Linked DNA regions of Mus musculus: region 2 is linked to region 1. The links are chromatin contacts, called in public ChIA-PET maps. All regions are on one chromosome and are shown on one strand. Each heading gives the region's core, a stretch centred on a gene start, on an enhancer-like site or on the middle of the called end of the contact. The rest is flanking DNA. Distances are from core to core; before and after follow the strand shown. Region 1 overlaps Gm33936 (a long non-coding RNA gene). Region 2 has its middle 10 kb from the start of Snx31.

Evidence for each region. ChIA-PET counts read pairs in DNA pulled down with a chosen protein or histone mark.
Region 2: an RNA polymerase II ChIA-PET map of effector CD8 T cells shows a contact between it and region 1, with 8 read pairs. The contact joins two enhancer-like sites. A contact is called at or near these places in 1 of 39 promoter capture datasets (stem cell-derived epiblast-like cells), 2 of 484 Hi-C or Micro-C datasets (embryonic stem cells and myeloid progenitors), 2 of 115 datasets of contacts at active chromatin or transcription factors (effector CD8 T cells and embryonic limb bud) and 2 of 9 other capture datasets (embryonic stem cells and pancreatic islet).

The regions. Positions count from the first base shown.
Region 1 is chr15:36,363,009-36,365,708 of GRCm38.p6, forward strand. The region is part of intron 1 of Gm33936 (a long non-coding RNA gene); the gene reads right to left. Among named protein-coding and RNA genes, the nearest start is that of Gm33936, 4.2 kb to the right of the region's middle. Within about 2 kb of position 1,268, at least 35 of the 459 cell types and tissues checked have an H3K27ac peak or open chromatin away from gene starts, as enhancers often do. A contact at or near this core is called in effector CD8 T cells, where this site is marked.
Region 2 is chr15:36,564,452-36,567,151 of GRCm38.p6, forward strand. No RefSeq gene overlaps it. Among named protein-coding and RNA genes, the nearest start is that of Snx31, 10 kb to the left of the region's middle. Within about 2 kb of position 1,305, at least 37 of the 459 cell types and tissues checked have an H3K27ac peak or open chromatin away from gene starts, as enhancers often do. A contact at or near this core is called in effector CD8 T cells, where this site is marked.

The DNA.
Region 1 (2,700 bases), core at 18-2,517:
TACATCTGTGTGCCATATACATGCAGTGCCCAAGGAAACCAGAAGAGGGCGTCAGATTCCCTGGGACTAGAGTTACAGAGGTGTGAGCCCTCACATAGGTCCTGGAAATGGATCCTAGGTTTCTGGAACAGTAGCCAGTGGTCTTACCTAATGAGCCACCTCTCCAGCCCCTGCCACACTATCTTACAAGTGTCTATCTGTTTATTCCAGTGGGACATGAACTGCTTGAGGGCAACCTCAGCATTTTAGAAATCTGGGCATCCAGCTTAGACCACATTCTCAATGAGCATTGCAAGACGGGGTCTCCAGGCCTGGGGGAAGGAATGAGTCATAGGTTATGCCTCTATACCGAGTGCTTTTTCCAACAAAGAAAGCATTATACAACGTTGACATCTCTTGCTGAAACCTACTCTCTTAAAAGCTCATCACTGGTCTTAAATAGGTCCTAACTACCTCTCTTAGACTAAAGTTAAACTTACAAATGAAGTCTATTTAGCATAAGGATGAAAATGGAAGAAATTTCCTGAAAGTTCTCTACCATTTTCCTTTACCCTTCAGATATTTTGACTACAAGACAAACAAACAAACAAACAAACAAACAAACAAACAAACAACTATCCATCTATTACTGTCCTTTAACATTTATCTGTTTCACCATGTGTGGGGCACACAGCTGTAATGACAGCACTCAGGAGTCCGAAGCAGAGGCAAGAGAATGTCAGGGGTTCCAGGCTAGCCTAAGCTAAATATTGAGGCCTTGTCTAAAAATGAACTAACATGAGCTGTCTTGCTCTACAAGTACTAAACCCTATCTTAAAAATGTAGGGACTTAGCAGAGGACAACTTAATGGAGGGAAAGGAGAAAACTGTGTTCTTGGTAACACCTTTTAGGTTCCCAAATCTGGCTATGCTAAAGGCAGTGCAGCCTCTAGGCTTCTCAGTTACCTAAACCAATAACAACAGTGTTTTGCTGCTATTGGTGCTAGGGAAAAACACAGGGCATCCAGTCAAACTTGAAATTCAAATAAACAATGACATTAAAAAAAATCCTAAGTATGTTCCAGATATTACATGAGACATGTACTGCTTTGTCCTGGCTTATCTGAAGCAGAAACACAACCGGGTGGCTGTGTTTTTCTTTGCTAACTCTGGCAACCCAACTTGCAACCAAAATGTATTAGTGTTGGTGGTAAAACACAGTGTTCACAAGAGAACCGGAAAAACGTCTGTTGTTTGGGTGGATGGAAGATATGAGTCCTCAGCTAGATGTGACAGAATGACAAAGCTTGGGGGTGTTGCCTCCCGGATTGTTTCCAGTAGAGTGTCACAGTGCTGAGAGGGGGAAGTGGCAAGAATATAGGTGTCTGTGCTGAGCCACGGACCAGCAACTTACACACACTTAGGAATAAAAAGACCAAGTTAAAATTAATCATATTAATTTGTAAGTGGTAAGGAGGTGTGTGTGTGTGTGTGTGTGTGTGTGTGTGTGTGTGTGTGTGTGTGTGTGTGTCATGGTGCAGTGTTGGGGTCAGAGAACAACTTTTGGGAGTCAATTTGTTCTGGACTTTTACTATATGGGCCCCAGGGATGAAGCTCAAGTTATCAGGCTTGGTGACCAGGGACTTTACGTACTGATGAGCCACGTTGCTGGTCCTCAAGTTGAAATCCAAAGCATATTTAACAATTTCCTCCATGACTAGCACAGTCAAGGAAGGAGAAATGATGAAAGAAAAAAAAAAGAGGGAAGGAGAGGAGAATGGGAATAATATGGGTGACAAAAATTTCTGTCTCAGAGAGGGAGGTCCTGACAATAATTTAGGGGTGGCATTGGTGACTTGGTTCCCCCAGAACTCTCATAGAGTGTGTGTATCTTGGGGCTAAGTGCAACTGGTCATTGGAATGGTATGTTCAGCCATCATTACCACCAAGCTAGTGTACACCCTTCAGATATGAGCTCTGGCTTTCTGTCTGAGTCACATCTCTCTGATCACTCTGATGTGAGAGGGCACACCAGGTGAGAAAGTGAGAAATTAGCAAACCCAGGTGTCTGCTGAGACAGAAGGAAGGGCACAGCATGTATTCAGAGGCACTAATGGGAGAGAAAGTTGGCACTGAAGGGTTGGACACAGCACCTGATGGTTGGGTGGTGATGCACCTGCTCCACACTGCCTTCTGGCTGCAACTTCTAGGGATGGGTTTACAAATGTATGCCTGGTTCCCATTGCTTGGCTAATTCTGTCCTGCCAAGGGATCTAGCTTCAGCTCTGATTCCTGGACACCTTTGACCCTTGTCTGACACTGGATTATTTGTGTTTGTTTGTTTGTTTGGCTTGGTTTTTCCAGACAGGGTTTCTCTGGGTTGTTCTGGAAATTGCTATGTACAACAGGCTGACCTCAAACTCGGAGATGTGCCTGCTTCAGCCTCCCAAGTGCTGGGATTAAAGGCATGGCCACCACCTCCAGGCTTAACATTGGGTGATTTAACTTTCCTTCCTCACACTGGCTCTCCAACCCCGCACAGCACAGTGACACTGTTAACACTGATGTGAGAATTCTGCTTTGGAGGAAACTGGATATGTTCTTTCATTACAGCTGTGAATTCCCCCACACTAAAGTTTCCAAACCCTCACTGTTACCCTGGGTGAAAAAACTAATGTCTTGGCTCCTCAAAAGTAAACGGAGAACTCAGAAAAATGATAA
Region 2 (2,700 bases), core at 55-2,554, 200 kb after region 1:
TCCCTATCGTTTGTAATAGACTCAGGAGCTGCTTGGTCTGAACTTCCTGCTTGCTCGGGCGGCCTTTACTCTTCTCAGCTCTCTGATGGTGTCGAGGACTAGGTAGTTACCAGCTTTGGCAGTTTAACATCAGCTAAGACTTCAGCTGCCTTCTTAGTTCTCCGGCCTCACTGGAGAACCACTACTAGGTCTCCAGCAGAAAGGCATTGTGTGCCTTGTTATCAGACTCTGAAAGGAGTTAAGTGGACAAAGCTAGTTTCAAAGTAACTTTTTACTATTTCACTATTTAAAGGTGTAGTGAGTTGGCCTGATGCTGCTTGTATTCTAATGCTAAATACTGGCTCTCGGGATGAGGTGACTGCTCATGTGCAGATAGATCCTCATCACACCTAGTGATGCTGTGTAAACCTTGCTCCCCTATTTACCTGGTCAATAGAGGGCTGGACCCTGTGATTGGGCCGTGTAAGGAGAAAGGTAAGAAGGACTTGAGGATGGAGTGAGGGGGATGCAGGTAGAGGGAGGAGAAGAGGAGACTGAGCTGGAGGAAGCCACAGTGAAAAAAGATGGACCATGAGTCCAAGGCAAGTGACAAGGGATAAGGGACTTTATAGTTGGGGAATAATTAAAAATAGCTCCAAACCTGTCCAGGCGTATGACTTGTAAATAAAATAGTGTGTTTGTGTATCTTTTATACGGGCTAGCTAGAATTACAAATTCATTTTACATAAAGGAACTTGCCTTACAATGACTGCTTTCTTACAGTAATCAACTATGGTAAATGACTGGATATAAAAAAAGTGTAAATAAAGTTTATGTAAGGTCTAAGGATATGAAAGTGAAGTAGGTTGTAACGGTTTAAAAAGTATTTTAGCATCTGTAAATGCAAGTTATAAAGGTCTAAGAAAGTGTTTTAAGGTGTGTAGATTGTAAAGGTCCTACTGAAATGATTTAAAGTATATTTAAAAATGGAAAATGTTTCTAGCTTTCCCCTTCTCTATGCTATTTTTTTAAAAGATTTATTTCATGTATGTGAGCGCACTGTCACTGTCTTCAGACATCAGAAGAGGACATCAGATCCCCATTACAGGTGGCGGTGAGCCAACATGTGGTTGCTGGGAATTGGAGTCAGGACTTCTGGAAGAGCAGTCACACCACTCAGTGCTCTTAATCGCTGAGCCATCTCTCCAGCCCTACGCTATTGTTATGTGAAAAATATAACAATATTCTTCTGGCTTGAATGTGCTTGGTACACAGGAAGTGGCATTGTTAGGAGGTGTGGCCTTGTTGGAGAAAGTGTATCACTGTGGGGGAGGGCTTTGCGGTCTCCTGTGCTCAGGCTCCTCCCAGTGTGGAAGACAGTCTCCTGACAGCCTTTGAAACAAGATGTGGAACTCTCAGCTCCTCCAGCACCACGGCTGCCTGGATGCTGCCATGCTTCCTACCTTGATGATAATGGACTCAACCTCTGAACCTGCAAGTCATTCCCGATTAAATGTTTTCCTTTATAAGAGTTGCCTTAGTCGTGGTGTCTAAGCAATGAAACCCTCACTAAGATAACTTCAAAAGTTCAGAACAAATGGAGTTCTGATAATCTATTAATCTGCTCTGGTAAGCACTGGCTGCTACCATCAGAGTCACACCACTCAAGATCATAAATTCCCCTTGGTTGTTTTCTGAGTATAGACTTATTGCTTCTCAATGTGCTAAAAAAAAAAATCTGTGTCCAATATATATGCCCAGCCCTCTGGAAAGAGTGTTCATGCTTTTAACTCAGAATCATTTCTGGGTCTCCAAGCTTCGACTATGACCCAAAAGCATGAGTCCACTGCTCTTTCTACAATGCAGATTTCAGTACAACAGTGGTAATGTTAACAGATCTAAAACTTGTATCTCTTTTTTGTAAACTTAAAAAAAAAAATCCTTGTAAGCTTCGTGGAATCAACTCGAATCCACCTCTCAAGGTCAAATGGACTCCAGATAAGTACTGTCAATCAACGCATGTTCCCCACCCACCTACCCCTGAGGATCAGAGTCCCACCCCCAACCCCTGCTCTCACTGGTCTTGGGACTCCTCTCCCCTAACTACCAGGATCATTGAGCTAAACATTTCAAACTATATACCTAAAAAAAAAAAATTTCCCCTGAACTTTTGAGACAGGGTTTCTCTGTATAGTCCTGGCTGTCCTGGAACTCACTTTGTAGACCAGGCTGGCCTTGAACTCAGAAATCCGCCTGCCTCTGCCTCCCCAATCCCCTGAACTTTTCACCTTTACCTTCCATCTCTAATATATATCTGTTCCAGCAGATTTCCAATCATTCAGAGACTGCAAAGTGATCCAACCTAGTCTGCACTTCCCTAGCCCCAAGGTCCCAGAGCCTGAACAGAAACGCCTTGGCCAACGGTCCAGCTTTCTTGGGTCCTCCAAGATGCCAATGCCCCTAGACAACAGGAAACAGTCTAAAGAGGACGGTGGTTTCTACCACCACCCGTCCCCATCTCCTTACCTTTTAAAATAAACAAAAGGGCGGGATGTTAGAAGCAGGTGTTCCATCACCCCATGCCTTTAATCCCAGCACTTGGGAGGCAGAGGCAGGTGGATTTCTGAGTTTGAGGCCAGCCTGATCTACAAAGTGAGTTCTAGGACAGCCAGGGCTATACAGAGAAACAACCCTTACACTTATTTCTTGCAGAAGACCCAG